Linked DNA regions of Oryctolagus cuniculus: region 2 is linked to region 1. The links are chromatin contacts, called in public Hi-C maps. All regions are on one chromosome and are shown on one strand. The core of a region is the stretch at or near the end of the contact, and the rest is flanking DNA. Distances in the headings are between cores, read along the strand shown. Region 1 holds the start of ZC2HC1B (zinc finger C2HC-type containing 1B). Region 2 overlaps PHACTR2 (phosphatase and actin regulator 2).

The links. Hi-C and Micro-C count contacts between places; a contact is called where the count stands out from the background.
Region 2: a Hi-C map of an unstated tissue shows a contact between it and region 1, with 2.9 times the contacts expected there. The contact joins the enhancer-like site here to the promoter of ZC2HC1B in region 1. A contact is called at or near these places in 2 of 6 Hi-C or Micro-C datasets (psoas muscle and an unstated tissue).

What each region holds. Positions count from the first base shown.
Region 1 is chr5:24,644,846-24,650,481 of mOryCun1.1, reverse strand. It overlaps ZC2HC1B (zinc finger C2HC-type containing 1B), which reads left to right and starts at 2,257. Exons shown (of 8, transcript XM_051855300.2): 1 at 2,257-2,403. The coding sequence starts at 2,376. It overlaps LTV1 (LTV1 ribosome biogenesis factor), which reads left to right. Exons shown (of 11, transcript XM_002714857.4): 8 at 105-244; 9 at 685-737; 10 at 923-1,123; 11 at 1,247-1,631. The coding sequence ends at 1,357.
Region 2 is chr5:24,929,485-24,934,774 of mOryCun1.1, reverse strand. The region is part of intron 1 of PHACTR2 (phosphatase and actin regulator 2); the gene reads left to right. Among named protein-coding and RNA genes, the nearest start is that of PHACTR2, 62 kb to the left of the region's middle. Within about 2 kb of position 2,599, at least 1 of the 8 cell types and tissues checked has an H3K27ac peak or open chromatin away from gene starts, as enhancers often do.

The DNA.
Region 1 (5,636 bases), core at 1,008-3,507:
TAAAAATTGTTGTTTCCATAGCTCTAAGTGTAGCTGTAGTGACACATAGTATAATGGTGTTTTTTCCCCTCCTATGTCTTCACTTTTAAAAACTCAACCAAAAGCTGTGTGAAATTGAATACTATTGAGCCCTTTGAAGATCAAGATGTGCCAATGAATAAGCTTGATGAGTCTGAGGAGGAAGAACTTACTACTGTTGTTCTTGAAGAACCCAAGGAGAAGTGGGATTGTGAATCCATCTGTAGTAAGTATCTTAGTGTCCATTTCATTGGCAAAGGTCTGGTAGTAATTTTAAAGGATTAATACGTCAGCTTGGAAGATAGATATATAAATTTAGTTTTTAAAATTTTTTACTTTTATCTTAATCTGATAGAGATCTTCCATCTGGTGGTTTACTCCCCAAAAGCCTACAACAACCAGGGTTAGGCCAGGCTCTAGCCAGGAGCCCAAAAGGCAATCCTGATCGCCCACGTGAGTGGCTGAGAGCCATGTACTTGAACTATCATGTGCTAACTGTCCCAAAAGTATATATATTTTAGAAGAAGTTAGGCTTGAGGATATTATGGAAAAATGATTTTGGAGGATAATACTCCTATGATAAATAATTTAATAAGCATTTATAAGAAAGACTTCAGTGTGCTGATTGTGAAAGCTTATTCATACATAGTCTTTTGTTTTTTTTAGGCACATATTCAAATTTATATAATCACCCACAGCTTATCAAGTATCAACCAAAGGTAAGTCCAACTGTCCTTAGCTCTTTGAAATGTGCAATGCAGGAAATGGAGTGTACAGATTTTCTCAGTATCTTTATCCTTGTGACTAGAGTGCTTATCAGAAAAGCACCAATAGTGTGTCATAGCTGTGCTATTTTTAAGTATGAATAGTAAATAACTGTAGTGCCATTTCATCTTTATTTTAGCCCAAACAAATCCGACTGTCTTCTAAAACAGGAATACCTCTCAATGTCCTTCCTGTGAAAGGACTCACAACAAAGCAAGTTGAACGAATGCAGATGATTAATGCCAGTGATCTGCCAAAGGTATCAACCCAACCACGTTCTAAAAATGAAAGCAAAGAAGATAAAAGAGTGAGAAAGCAAGCTATAAAAGAAGAGCGCAAGGTAAAGCATATTTTTTAAATGTTACCCTGCCTGGTAGAAGGGAAGTTACAGGAAACTTTTGTTTATGAAAGTAGTCTGTATCAGTTTAAAGATTTGAAATAACGTAAGTATACTCTTGTACAGGAACGGAGAGTGGAGAAGAAAGCCAACAAGTTAGCATTCAAATTGGAGAAAAGGCGCCAGGAAAAGGAGCTGCTGAACTTGAAGAAAAATGTTGAGGGTCTAAAGTTATAGAAATAGAAGATTTGGGATAATCACATTCTCTGCAGTGGGCCCCTCATTATGTTCAGTAATCAATATCTTCAGAGTCAAAACTGTTCTGCCATCTTTACTGGCAGGTATTAAAGAGAAAAATCTTAATGTTTGTATTTTATAGCAGCAACTATCCCCTGTCTTGTAAATACTGTAATATTTTTAAATTTAATTTTATAAGCTTGGATTTGCTCTGAATTAAATGACTTCATGAATATGAAATGTTTGGTGAAATTAAAGGAAAATATCTTCATAACTTGAGTGGAATTGGTGTATTCATTTATTTATATGGTTGTCATAGTTGTTTTTTTGCAGATGTTCTCAAATATTTCTTTGAATCCTTTCCACGCCTTTTCAGGAATTACATGGTTTAATTTGCTGTATGTAGAAAAGTGGCCTGGTTAAACTCAATTTTGAAATGCTGAGTTTATTCTCAGTGGTGAGAAGAATTTTCCTGAGAAAGTTCCACTGGTAGGAAGCTAAGTTTTCCCTTGCTGTATACAAAGAATGATTTCAAAAATATGGTAAAGCTGAATATTAAGGTTGTTAGGATTCAGATTTCCTGTAGCATTGCCTGATGACTCGCTTTTGGGATTTAGGAACACTGAAATCAGGAAACAGAATAGTAGAAGAAATAATCAAGAAAACTTAACTTGGCTTCAGTGAGTCCCTAGGTCAAAATCAGAAATATTTACTTCAGTTCCAACTAGACAGTTTGTGTTTTCAACATTATTTAATGCTTGGAACAGTTCATACTTGGTTAAAATACAGAGTTGAAAACCTTCCCTGTTTTTGATAAGTTGCTTTTGTTTTAACTTCTGTAAACTTTTTCAAGGTGTAAGCAGTGATACCATCACAATTGTTGATTATTTGGTAAACTATGACTTCTTGAAACAGACAGATTAGTGACCCTTGTTCTTGTGCACCTGACTAATGTGTTATTACCTGGACTGGACTGTAAAAATCTGTGGTGACAGTGTCAGTTTGAGTTAGGAACAGAATGGCTGGGGCAGAACTGTTTTTGGCAGGTGAGCTGCATTTATATCTAAATTATTAGTGTCTTCATCTGTAATTTTTTGATTATTATGGCTTTTCCAAAGCTGTTAGGTGTTAACTTTGCTCTACCAAGTTTTAATCAGTTTAAATCTTAAGTAAATTATAGAATTTTTAAAAATTACAAAAAATAATAACATTAGGTATTCTGGCTACATTGGTTAAGAAAAAATGTTGGCTAAAGAGCTTGTTTTTTCAGAAGTAAGGTACTGAAGAATGTATTGAAGTGACAACCTTTAGAAGCAAAAGGTCAGATGGTGGTTTATGTATTAGGAAGGTAAATCTTAGAAGGATTGACAGTTTATTTTGATAGCTATCTAAATTTGAAGATTGTCAAAACTGGCAAGTCTTACAGTCACTGGATGTTACTTTGCCCTGTTGCTATTCTAAGTCAATCTCATGAGGTACTAATTTCATTACAGCTGGCTAAGCAGGTCTAAATCAGCATGTCTTATATTTTGCAATTAGGAGAATGCCACTAAGCCACAAGTCTTAATGGAGTATATTGTGATTCAGGCTGATTTTACTCCAAATTTCAAGATCCCAATTTTATTGAGGAGAGTAGTATTTTAAATAAGTTGATATTTCAGTCATCTATAACCAATAGGTGATAATGTTATGAGCTGTTGGGAATTTACAGAAACAGGGTTTTTGCTTTTAACAACTACATCTGAGGAGACCAGGCATGTGCAGCAAAATATTACTCAACACTATGACAAATACCATTTGTGATGAGGATCTTGACACTTATTGGGGCCCTGAAGTGTTTTTACTGCAAGTAAATCTTCCTCAAAGTTGGTGTTTAATTGTCATGTTCCTTACAAGCTTTTCCCTGAGCATGTATTTAATAATAGCATATATCCCTCCCTTGTTTTACATGATCCATAGCACCTTGTGGTATAGAAACTTTTTGAGTCTCCCCTCACTAGAATAAGCTTAAGGCAGAAATTTTGGTTTTTGCTTTGTCCCCAAATTCTAGAACAGTGCCTGTCATTTGACGTACAGTCAGTAAGTATATGAGTGAATGGATAGTCAGGAAAAAAATTTTTCAAATAAGACAGGGAGCAGTAGGACCTAGACTCACAGGGGTCAGCAGGAAAAAAAAAAAAAAAGATCTAAGACATCCCAGGTCGGGTGCAAGATCCTGAAGACTTTGCTGTATTTTAAGTGTGTTTTGTTTAAGCACGGTCTGTGATTAGTTTAAAACTTTTTGTCAGATATCTTAGTACTGCTGTTATTTTACAAGTCTAAATATCTTAAAGGCTATTTGCATGTATTGCCTGTGATATCCTATACTTACAACTCCATTGTGATGTCATCGGATCACCTCAGGTGAAGGACCAATCTCTAGCCACCGTGTAGCTTTAATGTTTTCCGTATTTTTATGTTGCTTCTTTATGTGTGTGGATGTAAGCTCTATAAAGCTTGTTGTAGTTACAGGACAAGAGAAAGTAGAAATTCTTGCAGCAGAATGTATAATAAAGTTAACACATACGCACAATTCCAGCTGAGAGATAGAAACTACTCATAGGTCTGTTTCATTCCACTCTTTCCCCTTGGGGAACTCAAAGGTACAATCCAGGCTGTTCTATTAAACATTTCTTTTCTCTCTCTCCATCTGTCACTACCCATGTGATAACTTCTAAACACAATGTCTTATTTAGTTTTGAACAGAGAAAACAAGCATAAACCTAGCTCTATGAGGGAGGTATTCACTACCATTAGGTGAAGGCAGCCTGGAGATTTAACAGTCTGAGGATCTGACTTCAGCTTCCAGAATTTGCAGTGCAGATGTTATCAAGATAATGAGTTCTGGAAAACACAAGTCACCACAGGTAGGACATCCTGGATCTATAGGAAATATGCCATAGGAAAAAAAAAAAAAACACTTTTAAGCTTACCATGATCTGCCTTCATCCCTGAAGAGTAGTGCAGAGCTTTCTGTGGGTTGGACTGAATGTCCTCAGCTAATGTAAATAATAGGCTTTTATAAAGGGGGAGCAGGCACTTTGGGGACATGGTCAAATCCACCAAGTAGAGAATTTTCCTGTCACTATATTGAGATTACGAAGGCAATGAGTATCTTGGTCAGGGTAGCCTTGAACATCTGTCTTTTTAATCACAGACCTCCAACCTAGACTGGTTGCTCTCTTGTTCTAGTTCCCAGTTATCCTGGAAATTCTCTTCTCTCCCTCCAATGTTGGATTCCCTTTTCCTCTTTTATTCACATTTTTGTAATTCAGTGAGATGGAGTACATGGTACGTAATCTTTTGAGATCGTGGATATCTTTTTGAGATCGTGGATATCTCTTTTCCATTTTAAGCCATTTTACCCTACTTTTGGGGAGATTTCCCTAATACTATCTTTCAGCCTTCTGTTGAGATTTTTATTTCTCCTATAAACATTTTTTTTTAATTCTCTATGGCTTTCGTTTTCCTTTCAATTTCTTTTTGGTTTGCTTTGGACTTAATATCCTGAGATTTTCCTCAGATCTCTGGAAATGCCATTCTGTTTGCCTGTGATTAAGATTGGAGGAAAAAGAAACACTGGAAATTCTGAATGGGTGAGTAACATTTGATGAATGGGCTTTATTGTAGGATGGTGATCTGAGTGGATTTTTCAGGAATTCTCGATGTTAGTATCTTTAGATATTGTCTAGTAGAATGGTTAGTTTACTAGAAGTTTTTATTCTGCCTTGATGAGTCTGGTAGAGTTCTGGGAACCACATAGAGGAAGGTAGGCATGGCAGTGTCCTCTGCTGTAAGCATCATGTTCATAAGATTAACCACTAAATTATATAGGTATGTATATAAAACACCCATGCATCTATTTATACAGTCACTATGTATGGATGTCCTATTTGCGAATCTGCCTACTCACTAAAATATACTTGTAATCCCAAACCTAATACTTGTGGTATTTTCACAGTCATTTGTGGACATGCACAAAGTAGTCAAAAGTTGACTTGCCCAATATGCATTTTCCCAGCTGAGGTTGAACAGGTGATGCTCTGCCTTGTTTGTTCTTTTCACAGACTAGTTAGCACCACACTCTTTTGTGTTTTTCTTGGTTCCTTCATTGTTTAAAATTGCTGCCAAGCATAATGTTGAAGTGCCATCTAGTGTTCCTAAGCACAGGGCAGTGATGTGCCTTAAGCAGAAACTATGTTGGGTAAGCATTGAGGCATGAGTTCAATGTTATTGACTC
Region 2 (5,290 bases), core at 1,350-3,849, 280 kb before region 1:
CGTGGATGGCAGGTACACAGCTCCTGGAGCACCTCCCAGGGTCTGCACTGGCAGGAAGCTGGAGCCTAGACTCGAACCCAGGCACCCAGAAGTGGGATGTGGGCATGTTAAGTGCTGGGCTAAGCACCTGCCCCAGTACACCTTTAGTTTTTATCAGGTAGGTGTTTTAGAGTTTGAGATTCAGAGTTAGGTGACCTAGGCACTGGTGTTGTGGTTCAGTGGGTTAAGCCGTGGCCGCCTGTGACACTGAGCACCAGTTCAAGTCCCAGTTGAACTGCTCCACTTCTGGCAAAGCAGCGGAAGGTGCTTGGGCCCCCTGCCACCCACAGGGGAGACCCAGATGGAGTTCCAGGCTCCTGTAGCCTGTCCTAGCCCTGGCCATTTCAGGAGGGAAGCAGCAGGTGGAATATCTCCCTCCCCCCACTCTCCTCCTCTCTGTTGTAATTCTTTCAAGTAAATATTTTTTTCTAAAAATAAAAAAAATAAATATAGCTAGATGACCTTTATTTGAGAAGTTAAATAGGATGTAAAAGTGTTTTTTTCTTTTAAAAGGCACATTTTAAGAACACGAAGAATTTTGTTAGGATGGGTCTTTGGGTAAAGGGCAGGCTCACTCGATGATCTGTGTGCGTGTATTCCGTATGCAAATCCTTGTGCCAGATAATGTGGGAGACACAAGAAGGACACCTGGGTCCCTGCCCCTTGGACCTCACAGTCAAGGGCACCAGAATTTAACATAAAATATAGAGAAATGCAATGAGGATCCTAAATACATTTAAAAAGCTGAGGGACAGGCTCTGGGGGTTAAAGGAGCCAGCAGAGGCTTTGTGAGAAAGGAAAAATGTACCAGATGTTAGAGATTGTGCAAGATCCTGACTTAACAATAAAAAGGTGTGGGAAAAACCTAAGCAGAAGGAATGGGGTGAGCAGAGGCCTTGAGATGAGAAAGCCCCAGGTGAATTTTCAGTTTGGCTGCAAACATAGGTGGAGGAACAGGAAATGAAGCCAAATGGATAAGCTGGGATCCTGTTGTGCAAGGCCTTGGACCACAGGCCGGGCTGTGTGAGCTGCAGCTGCGCATCACTGGGGAATGCTTGCAAGCGTTTGTGTACCAGAGTGATGGCCTGAGAGCAATTCATCTGGAAACCCTAGCATAGGGGTGGGGGGTGAGAGAGGAGAGGTGCGGGGAGACGTGTGAAACGCCTGGGCCTGCAGCTTCCCCCAGGGTCATCGGGGAGGACCCAGAGTCCAGGGCCGTGTGTGCAATGTGGGGAGAGAAGAAAGAACACAGATGTCACATGTGACGGAATGCGCTGGCAGGGCGTTCTCCTGATTTATTCTCTAAGTTAATCTAAGTCCGGTCCCAGACGCCCCATCTCCAGTTCATTTGCCAGCACCGGCAACCCTCTCAGGGGTTAGCTCTGTAGCAGAGGCCAAGCACAAGGAGGAAGGCGCCCCCGGGGCTGTTTTGCCTGCACAGACCATAGTGATGGGTGCTGGGCTGTGTGGCAGCTGGAGACGGGCCCCAGGCTAGGGGCATCAGAGCTGCATCTGGAAAATCCCCTCTTTTCGTTGCAAAGCCCCTGTTACCCCTTTTTGGATGATCTACCTTTAGGTAACTTGCGTAGCTCTTGCCTTTCGTCCAGGAGGCAAGGGGGCCCAGAGCTGAAGAGAGCACATCTCTGGCCTTGGGCTTTCTCTGTACAAAGAGTTAAATGGGGTGGCCAAGTAAGGATGTATAGGTTGTTCACTGCTCAAGATCGTGAGCTGTGGGGGAGTTTGGGGGCCTGAAATCCAGCCTGTACCTTGTGTGCCAAGCTAGGCACCGGATCTTTTCTGCCAAGAGGAAAAGACACCTTTTTAAAAGTTCTGCATACAGGAGCTTGTGGTGAAAGGGACGTCCTGGTTGAAGGAAGGAAAATATTTCCATTTGCGAGGAGGGTGAGTCTTTTCATAGGGAAAGAAAACCAGTAACAACCCCCTCCCCCCAAAACTAGTGAAAATGCCAATTTCAGCAAATAACCCTGTTACGTATGTGGTTTTTAACCAGACTTTCACATTTAAATACACATGTGTAAAGCAGGTGATGTGGTAAGGCTAAGCCCCACAGATGAAATCGCACGCGCCTGTGTCTGCAAGAAACATCAGAACCGATTCATGGCACCTTCCATCACCAGGCAGTCACCCCGGGGCCACCAGGAATGGAGGTTAGAGCAAGGACACCCAGCCTGGGTCACCTCCTCACGTCGCTTCTGCTCCAGGGGGAGAAGGAAACGGGAAGACACAGGTGGCCAGGTGTGACGGTAAAGCCAAGGAAGCCCCCGGGGCAGGAGCTCCGAGCGGGGGCTTGCATGGGAGACACAGCAAGTCCTGGGATGATGGGGGATGGGGGGTGGGGGGTGGGGGGTGGGGCTGGTTCCCAGGCGGTGCAAGCATGCAAGAGCAGCTCCTTTCTCACAGCCACAAGAGGCGCCAGTGCAGGGGAGGGCCTGCGTGTATTGATTATTTATTGCTACGTGACAAATTACCCTAACATGTGGCTGCTCCAAAAACCCATTTATTATTTCTGTGGGTCAAACATCCAGGCCTGTCCTAGCTGGATCCTCTGGGCCCAGGATCCCTCCCAGACTGCAATCAAGGCCTCTGCCAGGACCGCGGTCATCTCCCGGCTCAGCTGGGGGACTCTGCTTCCAAGCTCATCACGTCGTTGCTGGCAGGCTTCCTGGTTCTCTGAGCTCTTGGCCCGCGGACCCCAGCGCCTCACTGGGAATCTTCCGATCGCAGCCACTCTGTTTCTGGCTACGGGGGTCTCTCCATGAGGCCACTTTGCAACGTGGCAGTGGGATTGTGTGACTCAGAGAAGAAAGACGGAAAAGAATTGCTGAGCAGCTTAGAGCCACTGTGGTTGTGTGGTTGTTCCCAGCAGCCCCCGGGAAGTGTAGTAAAGGTAAATGGTTATATCCACAGTGTCTGGGGTTTGGGCTCGGGCAGGGTGAGGTAGGTGGGGATGGAGAGTGGCCAGGTTGAGGCTCTGGGAGGTCAACTGCATTGGGAGGGAAGGGGAGATGGGGCTTGTGGAGGAATCTAGGAATTAGACACAGAGAGACCGATCCAAAAAGGGTGCAAAGCATTTTTAAGTTGGTGATGCTGATGTGGGAAAAGTTTAGAGTGCGAGTGGTTGGAAGGGAGGATGAAGGTCACTAGGTGAGAAGTTCAGGAAACTGAGAGGCTGAGCTGTGGGCTGGTGACCCACTTGGAAGTGAGCAGTGAGCTGGACGGTGAGCTGGGTGCTGACACTACTCAGGGAGGGAGGGAGGGAGGGCAGCACGAGCCCCTGAGATTACAGAAGGGACCACATCTGGCGACGCAGTGCCCGAGTTGTCTTAGGAAAGTCTTCCAGTTCACAGCACCACCAAAGAAGAGGGTCGAGTACTTCTAATGCAGAGCAGAAATTTTGAGAAAGTAGGGAGAATTCTTCGGGACCAAAACCAGAGTGACAAGCGGGTGTTGCAGACGCTGTCTGCCTTGGGGCTTCGGTCATGGCTGAGGGATTTGGGTGAAGCTCCACGGCAACTGGCTGAGGTCCTCTGGTTCCCTCCCTGTTGACTCTGGCGGGCCCTGCAGTTGTCTCTGACCTGTGAGTGTGAAGATGGCTGAATCAAGCCAGCTCCGCTAGGGCGCCTGGGAAGGCAGCATGTGCCCCTGTCACCCATGCAGGAGACCCGGATGGAGTTTCAGGTTCCTGGCTTCACCCCACCCCGGCCCTGGTTGTTGCAGCCACTGGGGGAGTGAACCAGCAGATGGAAGATCCCTCTCTCTTTCTCTATCCTCCTCCCCCTTTTTTTTTTCTCTTGCTTTGTTTTCTCCTAGGCTAGAATGGAAACAGACCACCTACAAACACTCATAACCAAAGTCCCTTTCCTGCTCAGGTTCAGGGCTAGAATTCATGCTTCCTGGTTGGGTCTGTAAGTGCCAAGCCAAACTAAGAAAGTAAAGTGGGTCTAAGAGCACCACAGAGCCCCAGCACAATCCTGAGCAAATCCTTTGTGGAAATGGAATCTTGGCCAACTGGACATGAGCTCACATATGAAAATTAAAAAATAAAAACCCTGGGAAACCAGCCACAAGGAGAGGGAACGAGAAGGAACTTAACGGACGATTAGATCCCGAATGATCAGGTATAGACGACGATACCAGGAGGAGAGGAAGCATGGTTTCTGAACTGATGGCAGGTGCCTGGGGATGCTTTGGCTGTTCTGTCAAAAATCTTAAAAACTTTCACTCCCTTTCATTTAGCAATTTTATTCCCATTAACTTTTTCTTAAAAACTCATCTAATATAGATATTCATCATCATGTGCTTAGAATAATAAAAACACTTGCAAATAATCGATCTCCAAGAATAGGGCCATGAATAAGTAAATCATAGAAATTGTAGAGGATTATTCATATGTATGAGCAGTTTTAATGACGTGGAAGTGTGCTTACCACGTAACATGAAGGGATAAAAGCAAAATAAGAAACTGCTCACTAAATACAGCAATATTCAGCTCTCCTCAATTATTTAGCTAAATGAAAATATTTCATTTTTCTAGCATTCTATTTAGGTATTTAATATTCACAAATGGCAGAAGGGCGTAAGAAAACTGAGGGCCTTGCTAATATTTTGTTGAAATTCAACTGTATTGAAGGAAAAAAGGCTACAGAGAACCTAAGTATAAAGATATATAAATAATAGCTTTTACAAATACAGTTTCATTTCAAATTCCGATGCACTTAAAACATGTAGCCAACATTGACACACTTTAATTAGAAACACCATACTATGAGTCATTCTATTTGGGATATAAAGACTTCTCAGAGATTTCAGAAGTCAGTTAAATGTCTCTTCCTGCCTTTGAATGTGATTATGTGACAACTATTCTCTCTGTAATAGCCAGGATATGGGCCACTTAGGTACCAGTGATTTCACCACGATGCACATTAGCAGTAAAGAGCATTCCTCCACAGTCCTTCCGACTCTGAATTGAGAAGATTGGAGTCTTTTTACTAAACGGTGATTTAGTTAATGAAAGCACTTGTCATACCACAGGGGGATAGATTGCAGAAACGCGTGCTAGCAGCAAGCCCCGGCTGTCATCAGCACACGTCCTTCTGCGGCAAAAACACAATCCCCATCTCACTTTTGTGGCTGCTAGAAACTTGGTTTACACCCTCTAGGTTTTTCCTAAAGTTGCCCAGTGACGCAATGAGATGCTTGTACTTCACTTCATCATAAAAGCAGGAAATCT